2 separate regions of the Urocitellus parryii genome follow, and region 2 is linked to region 1. A link is a contact called in public Hi-C data. All regions are on one chromosome and are shown on one strand. Each heading gives the region's core, a stretch centred on a gene start, on an enhancer-like site or on the middle of the called end of the contact. The rest is flanking DNA. Distances are from core to core; before and after follow the strand shown. Region 1 holds the start of Atp5pf (ATP synthase peripheral stalk subunit F6). Region 2 holds the start of App (amyloid beta precursor protein).

Evidence for each region. Hi-C and Micro-C count contacts between places; a contact is called where the count stands out from the background.
Region 2: a contact with region 1 is called in a Hi-C map of muscle, with 4 times the contacts expected there. The contact joins the promoter of App here to the promoter of Atp5pf in region 1. A contact is called at or near these places in 2 of 2 Hi-C or Micro-C datasets (liver and muscle).

The regions. Positions count from the first base shown.
Region 1 is chr2:209,210,865-209,214,679 of mUroPar1.hap1, forward strand. Atp5pf (ATP synthase peripheral stalk subunit F6) reads right to left here and starts at 1,637. Exons shown (of 4, transcript XM_026411730.2): 1 at 1,533-1,637. The coding sequence starts at 1,622. It overlaps Gabpa (GA binding protein transcription factor subunit alpha), which reads left to right and starts at 1,660. Exons shown (of 10, transcript XM_026411711.2): 1 at 1,660-1,747.
Region 2 is chr2:209,587,331-209,591,145 of mUroPar1.hap1, forward strand. App (amyloid beta precursor protein) reads right to left here and starts at 1,806. Exons shown (of 15, transcript XM_026396151.2): 1 at 1,572-1,806. The coding sequence starts at 1,628.

The DNA of each region.
Region 1 (3,815 bases), core at 387-2,886:
TGTCAATAGTACCAATATTGACAAACCCAGGAATAGCAAATAAAAACTACCCAAAGAAATCATAGGATCAGCAAGATATCCTTCACTAGAGAGAAGGAAAGTAAACCATTGAAGAACTGAAAGAATTCCTTACAATATCACACCTGTACTCCATCAGGAAAAAAAAAATCTTGAGAAGACTACAAGCCAACAACAAATGCCTTTATAAGGTACTCTGTATCATTTCATCTTTATACATACAGAAATTGAGGCATAGAGGTTCAGTACCCTGGTCCAACATTACACAGGAGAACTGAATCAACATAAATATGTAAAAAACATCATCCAATTCAAAGTTCTTTCCCTTCCTGCAAACTTAAGAACATGCCTAACACCCAGCAGTAATGTAACATCTGTTCAGCCCTCCGTATTTTGCAAAGTACTACTTCATATATCCCCTCCTTGTAACTCTGAAAAAAAGATACTTAAAGAGTTTACAGAAAGGTGTTCTTACCCCTGCTTTACAGATGATAATATTATTTATAAGAAAGTTTATTAAATTGCTCACATCCTCACAGTTAATATGCTCTAAAGCTAACCACAAAGACGTCATTCCTACAACAACTTGGGTGAAATTTCTATCACCTAAGTACCAATGACTCCCAAATAACATCTTTTTCCTGAAGCCTCACAACATATAATGAATAATATTCTACAGCTCTCATGACCTAAATCCTACACTCACCCCAAAAATGAACCCGTAATCCTTCTTATCAAAACTTGTTGCTCCTCCATCACGTCCTTTCATTTTTCTGATTTAATAATAAGTGTGCATAACCCACCATCACGAGGACATATCAGTACACAAATAGGTGTAATACCACATGTGATAAAATTACTTATTCAAGTACTAGCAGAGCCTATGTTAAGGACCTAACGTAAAAAGAATGGGAAAGGCATTAGCAAGAGGGTACTGGAGCCCTGGCAGTCCTTGCCAATGGGAGGTAGCACGGGTAGCCTATTTATAGTGACCGACCAGTCAAAGGCTAGTTCTTTTGTTGTCTCTGCAGTACCCAATTCACAAAGCTGCCTAACGAAATGTTAGGCACCCTCTCACAATTTTTAGGTGAGATGCACAATTTTGGGATTACCAACTGCCTCTTTCCCTTTTATGGTGCACGACCTGCCCAGTGCATAGTTCAGAAGATTCTCCCGCGTGCCCTGGGCGCCGACAGGTTTGGCAGCAGAGACCCGCCTGCCTGACCTTGGACTGCCCCGACCGAGCTTCAGACTCACGATCCCCCCGCTTCCCTTCCTCCCACGTTCGCCTGCGGGGAAGGTATTATCGATCTTATTTTGGGGTCTATGGCAAACTTCAAGGCCTAGAAGCGCGGAGTTCGGTTGTGACCCTGCGCCATGCCACGAAGGTGCCAGGCACACAGACTGCTTTCTCCTCCTACTAGAGAAGAGGTTACAGGCTGCCCCGGCTGTGTGAAGAAACCCAGAATCGCAGTCCCAAGGGGCCAAGCCGGACTAGCTACCGTCCCAGTCACCTTGCACTCAGTCCCGAGCTGCCAGAGCCACCGACGCCGCCACAGTTCTACTTCCGGCCCTGGCTCCGCCCCTCCCCGCCTACCAGCCATCGCAATGCATTATGGGCGGCCATTTCAGTCGTTCGACGCTCACCGGACAGGAAGCGTCTCGGAGACAGTCTGCGACCGGACGGCTGTAGGTGAGACAGAAGCCAAACAGGAGGAGGAAGTGGAGGGTAAGTGCTTCCGGGTCCCCTGGCGAAGACTCCGCCATCTTTCCTTCGCCTAAGTTGACCTGTCTTTTTTCCTCTTGGAAACATTGTTTTGAACGCATGCGCACTTTGGCCTTTCACCCCAGTTCCAGCCCTCCCCGCCCACCCCCGAGTCAGTGTCCTGTTTCTTGAGGTTGTTGAGATGTATACAGTGCAGGGAAAGTGAAAAAGTGTAAAACAAGTTGGATTGGGGCGTTGTGCCTCGCGGGCCTCCGTTGCCTCGGGCGTTCGCTTCGCATGCCCTGCTGGGAGTTGTAGTCCTGAACCCGGGGGTGCCTGGGAGGCGGGAGAGGGCTCGGGGTTTCTCAGCGCCTATTCCGCGGGAAGGGCCCAGGGACCTCACACTTCGAGTCGCGGAAGCTTCAGGTCTTACCCGGAGAGAGGCTGCACGTGGAGCCCGCGCTGCTGCCGTTCTCGGGCGGCTCTGGAGCGCGGGCGAGGGCGACAGGGCCCATTCCGGAGCGGGTGAGTGCGGCCGCGGGGGAGGAGGGGAGCGCGGGCCTGCGCGGGCCGGCCTCGTTCCGGGGCCTTTTCCCCCACAGCGGCCCCCCCGCGGCCGCCTCTGTGTTTTGTTTCCGCTGGTCCCCGGCGCTGTGACTCCCATTTCCGTTCGTGGAGACTTGAGGGAGACGGGCGGGGAGGGGCAGGAGAGGCTGTGCGGGTAGCGGAGGGGAGGGGCGGGGGGCGAGCTGCGCGGGGGGCCCGGGATCCCGCGCGCCTCAGCGACCCTGGCAGTACTTGCCGCCTGTCGCGGTTTCCTATGCTTCTGTACGCTCTTGGCCGGTCGCAGTCGGCCGTGCTCTGTCTCTGTGGTGGGGGCATTCCTGACGCCCCCAGGATTTCACAGGAAGATGCACACCCGCTCTCGTCTTCGCTTCAGATCCATTTGTCAATATAGAATTGTCTCACGGTTGCACCAAAACCATTTGTTAGTCTATGCGAGCACCATTTTTTTTTTTTAACAAGAAAGGAACTAAGGGGATAATAGTGGGTTAATGTAGCTTGCCAACTTTTTTTTTTAGTTTTTGTGTAATGCGATGTGCGTGTTTGGATTTAGGGAATCGTAGTTGTTTAGGTTAAGGGTAGAGAGGACCGTCCCCAATATTGCATTGCAAAATGATGAGTAGTAATTTAGAAATAAAGTCCATTGCATGAGCGTCAACCAGTAGTAAGTATAACTGATGGCAGGAGAAAAGTTTAGAAGGTATTTACTTATGGTTAACATTCTCAGGTACTATGTTGCCTTAAAACTTAAAGCGGTTATCTCTTTAGCGCCTACTTTAAGGGAATATCCTCTCTAAGGATTTGATCAAGGATTTCCAAGCTTGATTATTTTTATACATACCCTAGTGCTGGGTGAACTTAGAACTGTTTTACATGGATTGTATATATGGGAGTATATGTCATGACTGGTGTATGGTCTTGAGATAACAAATACTGATCGAGATGTTAAATTGAAAGCTAGTCATGGGGGCATAAATAGGCCTAGTACTAAATTAAAACTCTTGGCTTTAGTTGTCCCGTAACTCTTTCTTTAAAAAAAACTTCAAACTTATAGACAAATTGAAAAAAAAAATCATGCAGTGAACACCCATATACGCTTCACCTGCGGGTCATCAGCTGTTAACCTTTCACCATGTTTGCTTTCTCTCTGTATATACACACCTGTGTGTTTTTCTTTATTATTAGTTGAAGATGGCCACATATGTGGTGCTAATGATCAAACCCAGTGCCTCCGACGCGCTAGGCAAGTGCTCTATCACTGAGCTACAATCCTAGCCTGTGTGCTTTTTCTTAATGTTGATTTTATTCTTTAGAATAAAATGTCTTTTAATTTTCTCAGGTACTTAAAAGTATTTGTTAGCTTGGGAAAATGTGCAGTTGATCATGGAAGTACTTCTAGACTGCACTTAAATTTTTTATCCTGTATGGGGGAATATGATCCAAAGCTCTCTAAACTAATAATTCATTCTAATGAAGAAAAACAATCCTCAAATTTATCTGTGGTTCCAAAACAGAATCTTAAGGATAT
Region 2 (3,815 bases), core at 556-3,055, 380 kb after region 1:
TGCCCGGAAATTGCTTTTTTGGAAAATTACTACGAGGTGGGGGAGAGAAGGGGACAAAAATGGGGAGGGGTGGTTGCAAATGGTAAGATACTTAACGGGAACCTCACCAATGCAAAATACAATCTCCTCTGCCCCAACTGTCAAGCAAACAACTTCCAAGCATCTTCAGATAAAAAGAAAAATAGTCTTTTTGCTCAGGCGTTAGCTGAATGTTCCAGAGTTGGGTGAATGGGGAAGACTTGTTATACACCTAGTGGTGGGTGGATTTCACCAGGCTGCAGCCTCCACACAGCTTTTCTTTGCTGCACTGCAGAGGCGCCATCTTCTCCGTCTTAATCTTCACTCTGTTCAACCCTTTTATCTGCACCCTAAAAAAAGGAGCCTGCGGACTCTCCCCACCATCCTGCGCCCTCAGGGGGTCTAAACCAGAATCCCCAGAGCTGCCAGGGAGGAGGCCGCGCCTTAATCAGACAAACGTCCCCTTTGATGCCCAGGAGGGGTGAGATCCTGCTTCCCACCACCCGCCACTGCCCTTTCCAGTCGCGCACCCCACTCTCCGGTATTTCTCCCTAAGGACTTTAGAGCCCAGCACGGAATGAAAGCACAGCGGTGATCCAAGGATGTGAAGAAGAGCGACCCCGAGGCTCCGCCGGGAGGCCCCGGCAGCGCCCCAGCCCCCTCTGGGGCAGACGCGCGGCGCTGGGAAGGGAGCTTTGGTGGCTCACAGACTACCGCGGCTCAGCCACCGCGCCCGGACGGCGAGGGCGGGGTGCCGCCGCTTTTGTTCCAGGGGACTTTCTCCCTGGCTGGGAGAAGCTTGAGGGTGCGAATGAACGCCCGGGACGTCCGGGCTTAGGGAAGGTGCTGTGGCCGCTGGTCTCCGACCCCTCCCATCTCTCGCAACTTACACAAAAGGGAGACGCGGAAATGTACAAAGTTTGCCTGCGGAAGGCGGTGCGCGACCCTGGCGCCAGCGCCAGCTAGGGTTGTTCGCAGGCTGCCACCGCCAGCGACCGCGAACAGGAACAGGGATGAAGGCGACCAAGAGGGGTGGAAGTAGGAAGAAAAGGTGAAACGCGTGGCATGGGCAGAAAGAAGCCAGGAGACCTCCAGCTTCCAGAGGGGTTCCAACTCCTCCACCCGGGGGCCCGAGAGAAAGGGAAGGGCAGCCACTGAAGGCTCCCAGACTGGATCCGGGGACTCTGCGTTTTCGGTTTTCCACACGTGCTCCCTTCCCCTTCTCCCCCATCTGGATGTCTCTCGCCTCCCTGGACCCTGATCACGAGACAGGGCTGAGTCAGGGTCTGGGATCAGCGACTCCCCCTCCCCTTATCGCCCAGAGCTGGCGGGGACCAGGGGAGCCCCGCGCCTCGCCCGCTCGGTCTCCGCTGACCAGGGCGCGCGTCCCCGGGGCAGGGCTGGGCCGGAGGCGGGGATGCGCAGGGGGCCCGCGAGCGGGGGTGGCGGGGAGAAGGGCACTCTTAGCAGCCCCCTGCTTCTCAGAATTAAAGACTTGGGGGGATCGTATCCCCACCATGCTCTCCTTCCCCCTTCCAGGGCACAGCACCCACCTCCAGCGCGCGAGCCGTCCAAGCGGCCAGCAGAAGCAGAGCCAAGCTGGGCAGCATCGCGACCCTGCGCTGGGCACCGAGTGCGCTGCTGTGCGAATGGGATCCGCCGCGCCCTTGCTGTGCTCGAGTCTCCTCCACCGTCTCTGGTGGCCCAGCGATCGCACTGGTCCGGGTGCTCTCGTCTACCGCTGCCGAGGAAACTGACGGAGCCGGAGCGCAGCGGCGGGGCTCCGAGCCCGGAGAGTCAGCTGATCCGGCCCACCCCGCTCGGCACCCGAGAGAGACCCCTAGCGGAGCCTCCGCGGAGCTGCGCCCGCTGGCACCGGGAGGGGTCCGCGCCCCCGGCGCCCACAGGTGCGGCGCCTCTGGCTCCCCACGCGCCTCCCCGACCCACCACTCACCGCCCACCAGGGCTCGGGGAACCGCAGGAGGGAGAGTCTGGGGCCAGGGGAGGGACGGTACAGGATCAGGGAAAGGTGAGTCGTAGGACGTTTGGGGCTCCAGAAAAGTCGGGAGCGCTCCCGCTCGTCCCCGTGAGCTTGAATCATGCGACCCCGCAGGCCTCTTGGGATGTCGTATATAGGGCTGCTGCTGGGGTGCGTTTTTATCCGCATTTCAGTTTTTGTCTGGGTTCGGAGAGGTGGGGCAAGCCTTTCTGGAAGAGAACAGGAGCAATCGACGCTTAAAGGAAACAGGATTTTTTTGCTTGTTGAGAAAGCAAAAACCTTGGGGGTTTTTTTCCGTCAAAAGCAGCTACGGACAACCTGGAATTTCTATCTTTAGAACGATCGAAAGGAGATAGATAGACGCGGGACCTGGGAAAGAAGCAGGCGACCCATTTTCTCCTCCTGGAAAGCAATATTTTTGTTTTTTGGAGTTTTTATGTTTTATTCTCTTATTATTTACGTGTGCGCGCTCGCGCGTTTAGAGGAGATAGGAATTGGGGGGCATATATCAGGTAGGAATGTAACATCTCAGATGGAGATAAAGTAGAAGTTATGACGGAAGAGATCTTAAGAGGTAATTCTTGTTCTATCCCGTAACTGAGGACTTCCGACCTCAAATTCTGGCCCTGTTCTTCATTGTCTGTCCTATATTACAGAAATGAACCTTATGCAAAGCCACTTAATCCTAGATAAAGAAAAACTGTACAATGCCCAGTGTCCAGTTAGTGTACAATGGTCTAGAACTGCCCGGATATACCCTTTTCTGACCTGAAGTGGTGTCTGTCACCAAGCTACAGCCCACTTGGTACTGATGGGAGAGAAAAAAAGCCAGGGAGTGCTGTGGCCCTTCTTAGGGCTTCACTGCAAATGGCCTCTTCTCTCTCCTGCTCATTGCTCCTGCTCTGTGGAGTGATGGCTCAGCCAGAGGCTGCCCACTTCTGCTCTGAGAAGTCAGCATTTACCTGCCAGCTCCAATAAATGTTGTCATCTACTCTATACATTCAGTCCTGACCTTTGGATTACTTTTTGTCCTGAATGACCTAAAATAAATAAATAAATAAATATGCATATATATGTGTGTATATATATATATATATATATATATATATATATGTATTTTTATATATTACCATATATATTTATATATATATTATGCAATATTTGTTTTCATGGTTTATGTCATTCACCTACAAAAACAAATGAAAACATTGCTATGATATTACTATGATTATTTCCACTCATAAGTCAGGAAGCCAGGGGTTGGGGACTATCCTCAAGAGTGCCAGTTTTTCATTTGAGAAACCTTGGCGCGCGCGCGCGCGACACACACACACACACACACACACACACACACACACACACACACTAAGTTGGGACTGCAGGGGAAAGACTAAGGTGAAAAAAAATTCAATTGTTGACCTTCCATACCATACTGCTTCCCAAATGCATGTACCCACCACCAGGATTCTGTTTATCTGAGGTTTGTATGAGCAAAGAAGGCATCTAAAACAGAGGAGTGTGACTTAGAGATGGGGGGAACAGGGTCAGCTACATATTTTCTCAAGTCTGGTGCCAAATGAAAACGTGGAATTTGTTGTCCCAAAATTAAAAATTTTAAGACGGTCACAGCCCAACATTAAACCAAGCATGAGAGTCTTCTGAGTGCAGGACACAGGTTGCAGGCCCATAAAGCCAGTCCCAGGAGGAAGGGAACAGTTTTTAAGAGTAGGAACTTTTAATGAGCATGAGATTTAAAAATATAGAAATGAGGTCAAGTGCTGTGGCACACACCTCTAAT